Regions from separate parts of the Hordeum vulgare genome. Here region 2 is linked to region 1. Evidence: chromatin contacts called from public Hi-C data. All regions are on one chromosome and are shown on one strand. The core of a region is the stretch at or near the end of the contact, and the rest is flanking DNA. Distances in the headings are between cores, read along the strand shown.

Evidence for each region. Hi-C and Micro-C count contacts between places; a contact is called where the count stands out from the background.
Region 2: a contact with region 1 is called in a Hi-C map of seedling, with 3 times the contacts expected there. The contact joins the promoter of LOC123439510 here to the promoter of LOC123442960 in region 1. A contact is called at or near these places in 2 of 6 Hi-C or Micro-C datasets (leaf and seedling) and 1 of 1 datasets of contacts at active chromatin or transcription factors (embryo).

The regions. Positions count from the first base shown.
Region 1 is chr3H:56,933,200-56,940,464 of MorexV3_pseudomolecules_assembly, reverse strand. LOC123442960 reads left to right here and starts at 3,138. Exons shown (of 1, transcript XM_045119156.1): 1 at 3,138-5,003. The coding sequence starts at 3,163. The coding sequence ends at 4,743.
Region 2 is chr3H:57,111,426-57,118,822 of MorexV3_pseudomolecules_assembly, reverse strand. It overlaps LOC123439510, which reads left to right and starts at 5,112. Exons shown (of 3, transcript XM_045116223.1): 1 at 5,112-5,437; 2 at 6,301-6,381; 3 at 6,764-7,397. The coding sequence starts at 5,273. The coding sequence ends at 7,129.

The DNA.
Region 1 (7,265 bases), core at 1,889-4,388:
GATCGACATAAATACAAAATAGAGGGAAAATAAAATTAGTACTAGTAGTTACAACTCAAACACAAATTAAGTCTAACTCGAGTAGGCTATATCTATATCAACTCCATCCACCACATGACCCAAATACATGTTGCTCGGTCTTCTGCGAGAATGACAAAACTATCATGGATGTGTGAACAATTATCTAACTTCTAGGAATTCAATTTAGAAGAAAGAGTTTTCAAAATGGGGGTTACCTTCGTATTGGTAGAAGTCATCAGGTTGGAAAGGTACTATATCTTGTTACTGTCGAGGGTCCTACCTACCCCAGGGCAGTTCGAGTAGATGAGATTCATGGCATCCATGGCACCTTCAATGCTGGAGTCATTTGAAGACTTTTTAGAAGAGCTTGCACTCCTACACCATTCCCTTTACCAGAAACTAAATCATCACAAATATCTATGCGAGCTTGAGTGACGAATGCACCTTGAGTTGTAGTTCAGGAAGCTGAATACCACCTTCATCTCATCCACATCCGCGCGAGAGAAATCACTAATTGGAGGACGATTGACCCCCCTAGCATGGAGAGCCCATATGAACGGGAATGTAACCCGTTGCCTCATGTTCTGGAGCATGAAATCGAGTCGAGGTTCCTTACCACGCGATAGAGCCTATGTCCACATGTGTTGAACCAATAGTACTACCTGGACGGATGTCTAGATGACATATTCTTTTGGGAACCCTTCCTCCACATAGCAGGCTATAAGCTATGTACTAGAATTACAAAAAATGGGGACTTATATGAATTGACAATGAAGAGAAGGTACATACATGGCGAGATAGTTAGATCCCCAACATGCCACCATATTAACTAGTCATGTTATAGGGGAGGTGCAGAATGCATTGGGTCTTAGAGTAGGTAAATCAGTATGGGTAATGGAGTGTTGCTCTTCTTCAATAATACTTCTTTCCGGTGGATGTTCAAGAGATACGGAAGATTCAGGTTTAACCTAGCCCCGCCAAAGATTTCCCCACCTGGGCACCAGATATGACTCACATGTTTACCTACTTCGATGAGCAACATCTTGAGTCGGCTATATGGGGGTGCCCTGCCCCTCAAATGGTAGGGACTTTTGGATGGAATCTTGACTCACTCCCCGCATGGGTTAATAAGCATGCAACAAAAGTCAAGGTCACTTATATTTTCCCTTTCTGTAGCATGGACGATGAAAATTATCATGCCTTATGTAGATGCCCACTTGCAGTGGCATTATGGCAAGCTATGTCGCCAGTATGGAGACTTCAAGATGTTTGAATGATCCAACCTACTAGAAACAAAATGGAAGTTACAAACTTTACGTGATCCCCTCGTCCCCCATCGAGTGAATTATGTTGCTAGTGGTGCTATGCCATATATGGCAATTTAGAGATGAAGTGCTTCATGTCAAACTTGCACCATAAACCAATGCATCATTATGTTTCCTCTACAATTATCTAGGATCAATTCCAAGCTTTGCGCAAAACTTCAATGATGATGATGATGACACGACAGTAAGGGCAACAATATCATATGCTCAAGCATCATCTCTTCAACCAACAATCTCCAACAAAGCTTATCCGTTGTTAGCTAGGCTTGGCAGACTCTAGATGCATGCCGGGCAAAACTAAATGTTGATGATTCTTACTGAGAGGCAAGCAACTCGGTGCAACTGGTGTGATCCTCAAAGGACATGGGGTGAGATTATATTCACTTCATGTCAGGATCTGTTTTCTTGTCGCGACGTGCTCGAGGCAGGTCTCTCAACGATTATGGAGGGAGTGACATTAGCAAAAGATGAAGTGACCCCTTCACCCATAACTATTGAATCAAATTGCTTACAACCAGTGAAGTTGATTCAAAGCACAATGATTGATCATTCGAGACATGCATTCATGGTGCATGAAATAAAAGAAGCTTTGTGAAGAGATCGTAAAACTTGTTTAGTCACATACTACGTCACGGTTAGAATACTGCGACCCACTTCATTAATAATTTGTCTATAACTGAACTGTGTACCGTTGCCTGGTTTGGTTCTAGATTGGATGATATATCAGTTTTGAAGGTTACTTTACCAAAGAAGTAGGTCACCACAAAAATGAGATTCTTGCCGAATCCGAGTTTGCTGCCCCGAACATTGCAAAGTAGACCATATTCTTAATGTGGTAAGTAAGCTAGTTATCTTGACTAAGAACCAGGCCTTGATTATATTTAGGGGGTAGGAAATTTTATTGGGAAAGAGAGTGGATTGGCATTCAAGTAGGTGTAGATCCTTTTGGTCCAAAGTAGGCCATTTTCATGAATAAGTGCTATGACTCTACTTCAAAGACAGGAGCATTAAGCTCTAAGAACAACTTTGTATTAAAGGTTATAATCATTTGATTTTGAGTAATACATGTCATTTTTTTTAAAGAAGAGCTTACCAAGACTTGAGGCTGGGACATTGTTCGTTGGGAGGGGCTCTCCATGGAGAGGTGAATATATTGTAATCAATGTTTTTTTTTATGTTGCTAATATATTGTGATCAATGTTGAATATATCAAATCTGTCTTATTAATATATTTCCTTTCCCCCTTCCCAGCAAATAAGTATATTCACTTTTCCTCAAAAAAGGTTACTACACAAGAAAATGATCGGTGAGCAGCTGTGAAAAATCACAACCAAGGGCCTTGTACGAATTTGCCAAAACATTGAGGCACATGTAATAAAGAAAACTTGGGCAAACCACAGCCAGCCGAGGGGACAAACCGGGGCAGCAGCTGATTCAACAATCCTCCACGGATCTTCTGCGCGCACGCCCGGTTACAAGCCGTGCCACAGAGGAGGCCATCGGGCGCAAAGAATCCTAGGTGGTTTTCGGCGCGTCCGTGGGCTCCCCGCAAAACCGAGAGCGTGCGCCGCTCCTCTAGCGGAGGCGGCCGCTGCTGTTCGGCGCCGATACCGGCGGCGGCCTCCTGCCCCGCCCCGCCCCCGCTCCTCCTTTTTATTCGCCGCTCGGCTCCACCGGCCAGCGCAAAACCTAGAGTTGACCGCAAGAGTCCCTCGGAGCACAGGAGAGTTGACAACCAGAGACCGGTGGTCAGGCTTTGCGGATGGAGAGGGTTGACGGAGGAGCGGCGATGGGGGCGCGTGGGTCGCCGGCGGGGATGCTGGGCATGGAAATGAACCACCTCGTCCACCAGCCGCAGCCTCAGATCCACGCCGCCTCCGCGTTCCAGCAGCAGGCGGAGCACCTCCACCACGGCAACGGCGGTGGCGGCGGCTTCCAGGTCCAGCACCACCAGCACCAGGCCATGCCGGTGAGGCAGCAGCACTCGCAGCCGTCGTACGCGGCTTACGTGGCGCCGCCTTCGAGGGCGGTCAAGGCGCATGAAGAGGAGGAGATGGGCAACGGCGTCGGGAATGGCGGCGGCGTCGTGCAGCAGCCGGGGGCGGGAGCGGGGGCGGCGGCGTGCCTGTGGACGCGGATGAAGTGGACGGATGCGATGGTGCGTCTGCTCATCGCGCTGGTGTACAACGCCGGGGACGACGTGGAGGGCGTGTCTGCAGGGGGCAAGGCGGCGGCGTCGCACCCGCACGGGAAGGCATCGGCGTCTGCGGCGGCAGCGCACGGTGGGCACGGGCTGCAGGCGGCGGCGCAGCAGAAGAAGGGTAAGTGGAAGTCCGTGTCCAACGCGATGCTGGAGAACGGCTTCTCGGTGTCGCCGCAGCAGTGCGAGGACAAGTTCAACGACCTCAACAAGCGCTACAAGCGAGTCGTCGACCTGCTCGGCCGCGGCAAGGCGTGCAGAGTGGTCGAGAACCCTGCGCTGCTCGACGCCATGGCCGAGCTCACGGCCAAGGCCAAGGAGGAGGCGCGCAAGCTGCTCAGCTCCAAGCACCTCTTCTTCCGCGAGATGTGCACCTACCACAACCCCCCCGGCGCCGGCGCAGTAGCATCGCACGGCGCCGAGGACGGCGCGGACTGCTTCCACCACCCGCGGCCGGCGACGGTGCCCGGCGCTGCCAACTCGTCTGCCGGCCCCCAGGCGGTGGCGATGGTGAATTCCTCGACACGCTCGGAGGGCGACAGCGAGGACGACGTCCTCAGCAGCAAAGAGGCTGAAGAGGAGGAGGAGGACGACTACGACCTGGACGACGTGGAGGAGAAGGCGCAGGGCACCAAGCGCCGCGGCGGCCGCGTCGACGACGGCAATGGCTTCCACAACTACGGCGGGCACAACAAGCGCCGTCGTGGCGAGAGCAGCGCGACCACGGTCGGGGAAGACGGAGAAGAGGACGGGAACAACAAGCCCGCCCGCAGGAGGTCGTCCACCTCCGCCATGCAGCAGCTGCAACGCGAGCTGGCGGCGGCGGCGGCCGCGGCAGGCGGCGACCAGCAGCAGCTGCGGCAGTGGATGCAGCGGCGCGCGCTGGAGGTGGAGAAGCAGCAACTGGAGTACGAGGTCCACGAGTACGCGCTGCAGAAGCAGCGCCACAAGTGGGAGCAGTTCAAGGCCAGCAAGGAGTGGGACATGGAGAGCGAGCGGCTGCGGATCCAGCGCCGGCGCGTGGACGGCCAGCGCATGCTGATGGCGCTCCAGCAGAAGGAGTTCGACCTGGACATCGCCGAGGCCTACAACTACTCGTCGTCCGTGGACCACCTCCCGGGCGCGCAGACCCCGCCGCCCGCCGGCCTCCACCAGCAGCCCGGCTCCAGCCCCTCCACCACAGGGCACCCCAACTAGGCAGGACACAGGCAGCCATGCAGGACCCCATGCATACATACATACATTTCGCTTTTCCTTTTCCTTCGCCAGCATGCATTTCACCTTTCGATTTCGGTTCATAGTATTAGCTCTGTATATCAAAATATAAGACGTTTGATTGTCTATTCCAGCCTAAAAACGACTTATATTTTGGTACGGAGGTAGTCAGTGATAGTCAGTTGGAGCAATAACCTGTAAGATGTCTGCCTTTAGTTGAGAAGTTTCAGAATTCAGATTCAGATGCCTATGGTCTCTTGTTGATTTCCCCGAAATAATCGTTGTGGTAGTACTTGTCACCGTTGAGACTGTTCGAGTATCCACCTCGATCGTGGAAGTCCGAGGTGTCTGGCACCCTGCACCTGCGCCATGGTCGGGGCGGCGCTGATCCCGAGCCACGTCCAGGTCCACTGCGCACGCGGTGTGCCTTGGCCTTTTGCAGTGGCTCGCTCCACCTAGGAATCGTCGATCGTCGCCGTGCCATTCTCCTCCATTCTCACTGCACTGGTCAACTGCGCCTCTAGTGTGATCGGATCTTTAATGAGCCTGGCGTCCGTTTGTATTTACGGCCCAATTTGGTGCTCTCTGAGGTAGGCTCCTCTCTCGAAGTTTCCTTTTCTGCTATTTGAATGTCCAGGTATCAGGCCAGTGCCGAATACCTCACAAAGTCACATACTCCAGGATCCTACACCCTCGCCTAACCACCGTGAACGTTCATGCTCCAACAGATCACATGATTCAGCAAAACTTCCTAGGCGAGCTCTTCTCTGTCTCACCCTATTCAAACTCGCAATGGATCATACTTCTCCCTTTCTAAATGTAAGTCTTAGATTTTATTACAAACAACGTATAGATTATATAGATGCATTTTAGAGTATAGATTCATGTATTTTGTTTTCTATGTAATTCATAGAGTATTTATAAGCGGATGGGGTAATAGAAGCCAAACATAATAGAAGATTTTATTCCCAACCTTACGAAAGAGCCATCCCAAGAACAATTCCTCCTTGGTCAAACCGAAGACAACATGTCTAGCAACACAGTAAAGAAAATTGCTATATTGAACTTCCTTTTTTGGACAGAAGGTTTACATGGCCAAACAAACATCGCCAACCAACACTAGAGAGAATTGATCATGGCTTCATAAACCTAGCGTGGGATCATGTTTTCTCAACGGTCTCGTCGCTAACTCATCTTGTCTCTGACCCCGTACCAATTGTAATGTCGGTCGACACATTGGTCCCTCGTCCCGCGCTTTTTTTGATTTGGAAATGGTTGGTCTTCCCACCCATCCCACAGACGCCTATCCTACAAGCCTAACTCTCGGTCCACATAAGTCCAAGTTGAGCCCTCTTGCTGGTTATCGCGCTTAAATGAACTCGGTCCATCGTACAATGTTGGCGTAAAAGAGCGGTGTTTCAACTCCAACCCTAACTATCACTTAGGAAAGACCTTATTAGGGTCCTCAAGTGTACGGCCCAATAAATGTTCATTATTGGGTGCAACACGACAAAGTATAAGTTGCATTTCATGGAGACGAAGTCACTCGTTATTTCCACGCCCGTACGCCATAATAAATATCACAACTATTATTCTTAAAAGGTCAAGAATTTGTCCCGCGTGTCTCTAAACTTGAAATTTCAATGGATTTCTTCTCCTCCGTGCTTGGATCGACCTTCAAGCCAATTTGAAACTTCTCCCACCTCGACCTATACCCCTTCCTGTCCCTCGCCCCCCCTCCCCCTCCCAGTTGGTGGCATCCTAACGGCCTTGGCACCTTCTCAATTCTCCATCTTAAGAGAAAGTTATTTTTATACCTAAATTGCCACGACCCCTCGCCTTGCCTTGCAATTACCCATAAGGTCATAACCACCCTGAACGATTATGCTCGAACACATCACGTGTTGAAGCAAAACTAGCACTGAATCTTAATGGGTGATTTCAACATTATGATATAGCTTTTTGATAATAACAATGCATCATTCCATCGAACCTTAGTCGACGTGTTTAATAAAGCAATAAATAATATTGCTCTAATTAAACTTCCCCTTATAGACAGAAGGTTTACATGGTCGAATAAACTCACCAATGAACACGAGTGAGGATTGATAGTGGCTTCATAAACCTAGCGTGGGATCAAGTTTTCCCAACGGTTTCCTCATGAACTCGTTTTGTCTCTTACCATGTGCCCCATCTACTATTAATTGACACATTTTTCTCCCATCTTGCGCTTTTTTTATTTGGAAACGGTTAGTCTTCCCGCCCATCCTATGGCCGGCTATGCTAAGCCTAACTCTCGACCAATACAAGTTCAAACTAAGCCCTCTCCATGGTTGCCGCGCTTAAACAAACTTGATCCACCCTACAACGTTGGCGTAAGAAGAGCGACGCTTCATCTCCCACCCTAAACTATCACTTAGGAAAGTCATTATCAAGCTTCTCAAGCGTACGATCCATAATGTTCATATTGGGTGCAAGACGCAAAGTATAAGTTGTACTTGATG
Region 2 (7,397 bases), core at 3,863-6,362, 180 kb before region 1:
TTTCTGAAAATCCAAAACATTTTTTGGGAAATAGAAAAAGAAAATAAAAATAGGAACAGAAAAAATGAATAAAAATGAAAGAAAGGAAAAAAAAACCCGCTCTGAAAACCTTCTAAAAGTTTCCCAAAGACCGAAAAAACAGACTGGGAAAGGTTCTCAAAACCAGGCAATGAAGCCCCGCCAGCCCGATCCCTCGCCCGCTCTGTGCGAAGCCTCAACACCGCTTTGCACAAAGCAGCAAATAAGGTTTTTTTCAAAAACTTGAATGAAGCTCAACAGTAGGACACTTTATGCGAAACAATACTACATGAACGCCAAGAGTGTCACATAAGAACTCCTAGTTGGAAACGTGAAAAGCGATTTCCTATTTGACACATTTTGCATCGAATTGTTGGACAACTGCACATAGACTGAAGGGATCCACTGAGATGGGCCAGCCATTTAGACGCAAGGGGGCATTCGCATTCCACTAATCCCAGTTTTGGCAACCTTCTCGAATGTTCCCAAAACAGTTTATTTTTTTTATTTCTTTTGCATTTTCATTTTCTTTCCTGTTCCGTATTTTTATCTCTTTTTTATTTTTTGTTTTTCCATTTATTTTCTGCCCTTTTATGTTTTTTTTCAAGTTTACTTTTGTATTTTCGAAAAAATGTTCAGAAATATAAAAATGTTAGCATTTGCCCAATTTTATAAAAGGTTCATGTTTTAATTTTGTTTTAGAAATCGAAAAACAAATAAAATTTTAAATATTTGTTCACTTTCTCTTAACATTTTTTCCAAATTTTAATAATAGTTAAGTTACAAATTTAAAAATATTGAAAATTCATAAAATGGTTGTCAATTGCAAATAATGTTCATATTTGTTCACAAATTCAAGAAATGTTTGGGAATTTGAGAAAATGTTCCCACATTCAAATTTTGTTGGCAAATTAGAAAAATGTCATATTTTTAAGATTTGTGCCCAAATTCAAATAATGTTTGGGGAATTTAAAAAAATTGCATTTTTTCATTTTTGTTCACAAATTAAAAAAAAACTTCAGGAATTTCCAAAAATGTTCAAGCTTTCCAGATTTCTTCTCAAATTGTAAAACGGTTATGTTTTAAAGTTTGTTCTTGAATTCAAAAAAAATATGCATTTCAAAATTATTCTTTGATTTTTTTTGTAATTATGAAATTATGAATGTTTTCAAAATTATGAACAAGTTCTAAAAATGACATTATTTTTAGAAAATGTTTAATTTTTGTAGAAATTATTCGCAATTTCAAAACATGATATTACTTTCATTTTTGTTCCTTTTTTGAAAAATGCTTGAGAATCCCCAAAATGTTTAAATTTTCATGAAATGTTTGAGGTTTTAGACATATATTTCTAGGAATTTAGGTCGCTAGTGACCTGCTTCAGTTGTAGGAGGTCCTTCGTTCAATCCCTCACTTGTACTTTAGTTTTGGTTTTTTGCAAAGGTTTAAGTTTTTAACGTTGTAGTTTCGTTCTTTTAGCATTGTGCTAAAATTTCAACACAAACGGCAATTGATTGTAGCGGTTGGCCTATCTTGCACGTCGCTACGAAGTCACGAGATCGAGTCCCAACACTAGTGATGCTTTTATTTCAAGTGTTTTCCACCTTGAGAATGCGCGAACGCAAAATTGGTCGGCTGAGGTGAGCTACGCCCTGTGTGAAACGTCGACATTTTGACACAAAGAGCGTCACATAGGAGCTCCCCCTTACCAGTGACAGCTAGGCCAACTGTCGCCCACACGCGCAGGTCCTGGTCGACCCGGCTATAGCTGGTTGATAGGTGGACCAGTTGATGCTTGACTTTTAAAAATATTATTCAATAAAGGGTAAACATGTTTTTTACACAAAACTGGAAAACTTTCATTGCTTCTAAAATACTCCCTCTGTCCGGAATTACTTGTCGTAAAAATGAATAGAAATGGATGTATCGCAAACTAAAATGCATCTAGATACATCCATTCCTACGAAGAGTATTTCCAGACGGAGGGAATAGTTCATAAATTTCAATAAAAAATCACGTACATGGAAAAGTTGAAAATTTAGAAAGTTCATTGATTTTGAAAAAACACATTTTTGCATAAAGTTCATGGGTTTTATTTTTTATTGTAAAATTTGTAAACAGTTCATGGATTTATTTTAAAAGTCTGCAAATTTAGAAAAATAATCATGGATTTTGTAAACAAAATAACAATAACTGAAAAAGTTCACGGATATGGAAATGCCGATGCATTTGCAAAAGGGTCAACCATTGAGAAAGAACATTCACAGACTTTTAAACTATTCATGGGATTAAAAGAAGTTCATAATTTGAAATAGTTCATGAATGCGGAAAATTTCACAAAATGTTGATCTAGAAATTTGGAAAAAGGTCTTGAGATTTGGAAAACATATTTCAGATTTTAGGAAGGTTCATGAATTTTTTAAATATATTCCAGATGGTTTGTCAATCTTGTGAGGGAAAAACTAAACGATGCAGGAAGTAGTCGCGGAAGACTTTGCAAACGAGAAAAAAAATGCCGCGTGCTAGGCGCCATCCGGATGTAGTAACGAAAATTGCACCCGCTTCCTCTATCGTTTGATTCATTATAATCAGAACAGTACAATCCGCACGATCAAGTCAACTCAAAAGCATCAACTCCCCATCAACAAAACACGCTAAGCACAGAGCGGGTGAGTTTGCTTCGCTCTCTTCACGCGACATCTCCGATGTTGACGTCTGACGCATCACCGTTGACCTCCACAGTGTCGCCCCTCCATGCTTCTATCACGTAGCACCACCCACCCGACTTACAGCGCCCGCACCTCGCAGCATCACCAGATGTTGCAACTATTCCTTTGTTGGATGGGCACACAAGCTACAGTGCTCATCGACCGACGACAAGGTCCCGTGGGTTGCACCATCATTATACCATCACCGTCACTTGTCGTCGTTGCAACATGGTTGTTGCATCCGCTCCGTTCGCACCAATGTCGTGGACCTCGCATCATCGACTTCCAACGCGCCTGGGCCTCGCTGCATCAACGGATGATGCAGCCATGTCGTGCCTGTCCACCGGCGGCGAGGTCGCACCGTTGCAGCAACACTGTCGTCATTATGGTTGCAACAACTTCCCAGTAATTCCTTGCAGCACCGACGACACCTCATGATTGCTCCCTGGCATCGGCGATATCGAGCACATTGCAGCACCAGCGAATGCTGCAGCCACGAACAAGAGGATGGCGGGGGGTTGTGCTGCTGAACTTTACTTCCAGCAACTGTGGATGCAGTAGTAGCAATGGAGTGGGAGCACGATGGTTGGAGCACACAAAGTAGTGTGGCACACAACATCGTTGATAGCTTCATTGCAATGGATGTTACGGGCAAGACAACAATCTCACGGCGGCCCGAGCTGTCGGAATTGAGGGAGAAGCTCCTAAGATCCAAAAAAAAGGCTAGAGAAAGGTGGGAAACAAACTTATGTGATTAGAGGAAAAGTAAAAAAAGAATGAGTGGTTGCAGCGATCAAGGTAAGGCTGGGGAGGGAGATGCGATGGGGAGCCCAACTGGGACCACAGGACACGTGGCAGGTGGCTGGCGCGCGAATGTCTGCATCCATATGAAAACCAATCACTTTCCAAAAAAATTGTTACATGGATGAGTTCAAGGTGGAGAGGGGGTGCGGGGCATGCGCGAGCTTTCCCAAACACGTATAACTCGCGCTTAAAGCGTTGGATGGGGTTTTGGCCAAACACGCCCCTTAGAAATTCCTTAATAAAATCCCATATAAACAAACATGTCCACGACTTAGCGTCACCAGGTCCAGAGCGCAAGAGCTACATCTGGCTTCACGCGGATGGAACAACACTCGGTGATGCGTCCGCAGTAATGGACCGGCCCATTAGCTTCCACGCGAAACAACATAAATGTAGGTAAAAGGGGAGAACCAGGACCAAACCCGAGCTTCCTTTGTGGTGAGATACCTCTGCTAGCTAGTGAGGCACATTGTCTTTGTGGAAAACTAGACGACACAACCAACTTGAGGTAAAATATCAATTTTCCATAGTTTTTTCATTTTTTGTTATTTGTTTTTTCATGGATTTTTTCTTTTTTCTTTTCTTTTACTTTTTTTTTCTATTTCTTTCTCGATTTTAACTGTGTTTTTTCTTTTCTTTTCCTTCCTTTTTCTCTGTTTTCTTCAGTTTTTTCATTTCTTCTTCATTTTCATTGTTTCTTTATTTCCTTGTCATTTTCAATATTTGCATTCTTTTTTTCGGTTTTTTCTTTCGGTTTGCAGTACACATTTAACATTTTTTGCATATAATATGAAATATTTTTTGTATACATGTTTACCATTTTTCTAAATACACGATTAATATTTTATGGAATCTTATATCTTTTGGATGTCTATTTTTTCTTGTAAATGTTGTACTTTTTTGGTATATATCAGATACATTCTTCTAATACATGTTTACCATTTGCAAATACAAGTTTAACTTTTTTGAAACACATGATCAACATTTTTTTCATACACATTTTCTTACATTTCGGAATGCTTGATTAGCATTTTGAATACAAGAATTTTTAATAGATGGTTAACATTTTTCCTATACACATATACCATTTATTTTTATATTCTTAATTAATATTTTCAAGGAAAATATTAACATTTTTAATACATGACTAATAATTTTGTACACACAATTTACATTCTCCAAATGCTTGATTAATATTTTTCATATGCAATGTTGACATTTTTTAATACATGATAAACAATGTTTATATAGACATTTAACCTTTTTCAAATGCTTGATCAACATTTTTCAAATACTTGTTGATTTTAGTAGAACTCTTGATTAACAGCTTTTAAAATACATTAAACCTTTTTCGAATTCATGATTAAAAACATTCAGAACATTATGTAATGTATATTTTTTAATATATATATTCATAATTTTGGAAGTGTAAATAAAAAGAATATAAAAAGTAAAAAGAAGAAGAAGAAGAAGAAAAGAGTGCTGTGGACTCCAGCGATACCTAGGCTAGTCCATCTCGCGCTGCCCTTCGTCTCGCTATAAGCGAGACATAGGGGCGCCCGGTCCAGGGAGCCTGCGAAGTCGTGGACCACCACCATACGTGACACCATCGCACTGCCATCAGACGCTTCCTCTCGTCCTCCATCTCCAGTTCTCCACCTTCGCCTTCGCCTTCGCCTCCGCCTCTGCTCCGGGGAGAGCTTCCAGAAGGTTCTCCACCCCGTACCCCGGCCATCTTCCGGATGGAGGCGGCGCGTCACGCGGGGAAGAAGCGGGCTCCGGAGGACGATGCGGAGGCGGAGGTGCACCACACGTTCCGGGGCGCCGCCAACGCGCTCTCGCAGCTCTACGCGCAGGCCGTCGCCAACCAGAAGGCCTCCTTCATCGCCGGCGAGCGCCACGCCATGGTCCGCAACTCACCCCCCCCCCCCCCCCCCCCTCTCCGTTTCCCGTCGGTTGCCCGTTTGATCGGTTGACGCGTCGTGTGATCCTGCCTTGGCCGAGTTCTTGGCTCCGGTCAATGGCCAGTTACGCGGGGATTAGTGGGTGATAGGGCCCCGCCTCGAGTTCTTTGTGATTCCTGGTGGTCTACGATTGAGAATTTTGCTTCTTTTGCCGAATCTGGTCGAGAATTCTTGGTGTGGTGCTGGGATTTGGGGGCTTCTTGGGTGGAGCGTGTCACCTGTTCGTAGAAATTTGGTGTGCGGCGAGAAAACGAGATAATCAACAAGAAAAATGCACGGTTTGGTACTTCGCCAAGACGGTGATGTACTGTTGGGGAGCTGAAGAGAATAGGAGAATGAACAGCTACAGCATATTACAGAGTGTATCAACAGCGTCAGTTGGGCGTGCCATCCGGTGATCTCTCTGGACTAAGGGCTGCTTGGGTTGGCGCTGCTAATAGGGCTACGATTCTTTGGATGTCGCGGCACGTTTCGGGGAAGTGTGGTGGTAATGTTAGTTTTCAAGTGGGTTAAGAGACTAGTGCAGAGCCCAAAGCTCAACACGGTGCGCACAATCAGTTCTAAAGAGTGAAGGGTTTGCAATGTTCTGCATACATAATCATATATGCAATTTGGGTTTCACAAACCTTTTGATGACAGGGACCAGTTTAGTGTTCTGAGTGGTAAATTAGGTCTTTGTCTGAGCGTTATGTAAGTTGTAGGTGGAATCTGTTGAGATAATCACTTCGTGTTCTTCAATCTAGCAGCACATACTGTCAGCTAATAATTTGCTCAATTGATCCAACCTTGCCTTGGATTTTTGGCAGGAGTGTGCCCATCTATGGATATCTGGTCAGCATGAAGAAGCATTGGGAGTGTCTGTTGCTGATGTACTTGCTTACTTGCAGGTCATATGAATAACTTGCCTCTTTTTGTACTGAAATATCAACTTGTTTCAACCAATTCTCTGAATATGTTTAAACCCAGGTAACATATTAATCCAATGCCCTGTGTCGGATGCAAAATGTAGCATATCTGCGTCGGATGCAAAATGTAGCATATGTGTGTTAACTAGGAGAATTGGCATCTCTTTTTGGTTCAAAGTAAGATATACAAACATCACAAAATCATTCATTTTCCTATTGAAATGCTAAAGCTGCTGGTACCAATACAGGAATTAACTTGTGGCCTTGCTCAAAAGATGATATTTCCACCTTTCTTTTCTTTAGCTCTTGCTATTGTTATGTTAATATCTGGCCCAAGTCCTTGATGCTTCTCTTCTTTACACAGAATGAGATTGAGAGCAGAGGAGGCATGGCAGGGTCTTCCCAACATCTAACTCCACAGCCAGCATGTGGTCTTCCTTCTGCAAATGTCCAAACCAACTACTTCTCATTTGGAAATGTGGCGGCTGCACTTGACTCTCAGTTGTGCCAAACAGACCAAACAAGAACCACAAGCATCTCAAATGCTTTCAGCAGTCCTTCGCAGCAAAATTCCCATTCAAATCATGTGGTTCAGTGTTCAGGACATGGCCCTGTAAACTCCCCGCCAAGTGGAAGCGGAGCTTGGAACGGCCATTCTCCCCAGAACCAGGACTCCGTGCATCGGAACTCATACGAACCCTCCATGGATATGAACCATGATGCTCCTTAGAGTTGTGAATCACCATATGAAAGGTGGCGACAGCGCCTGTCAGTTTATTGGAGCCTCCAGTATCTGATCCTTATTCGCTGGAGAAGTGCCATGAACTAGATGGTTCCCCTCCAGAACTCTCTTGGCTTCGTCTGTCTCTTGGTGCAAAGCTCCTGCCCTGTGACCATTCTGCTCTCTCTTCTGGCACCATGTACATAACAGCTTGAAACTATCCTTCTGGTCTTTGCCGTTGATTGCGGATTGCGGTCACCTGCTTTCTAGGTTGCTG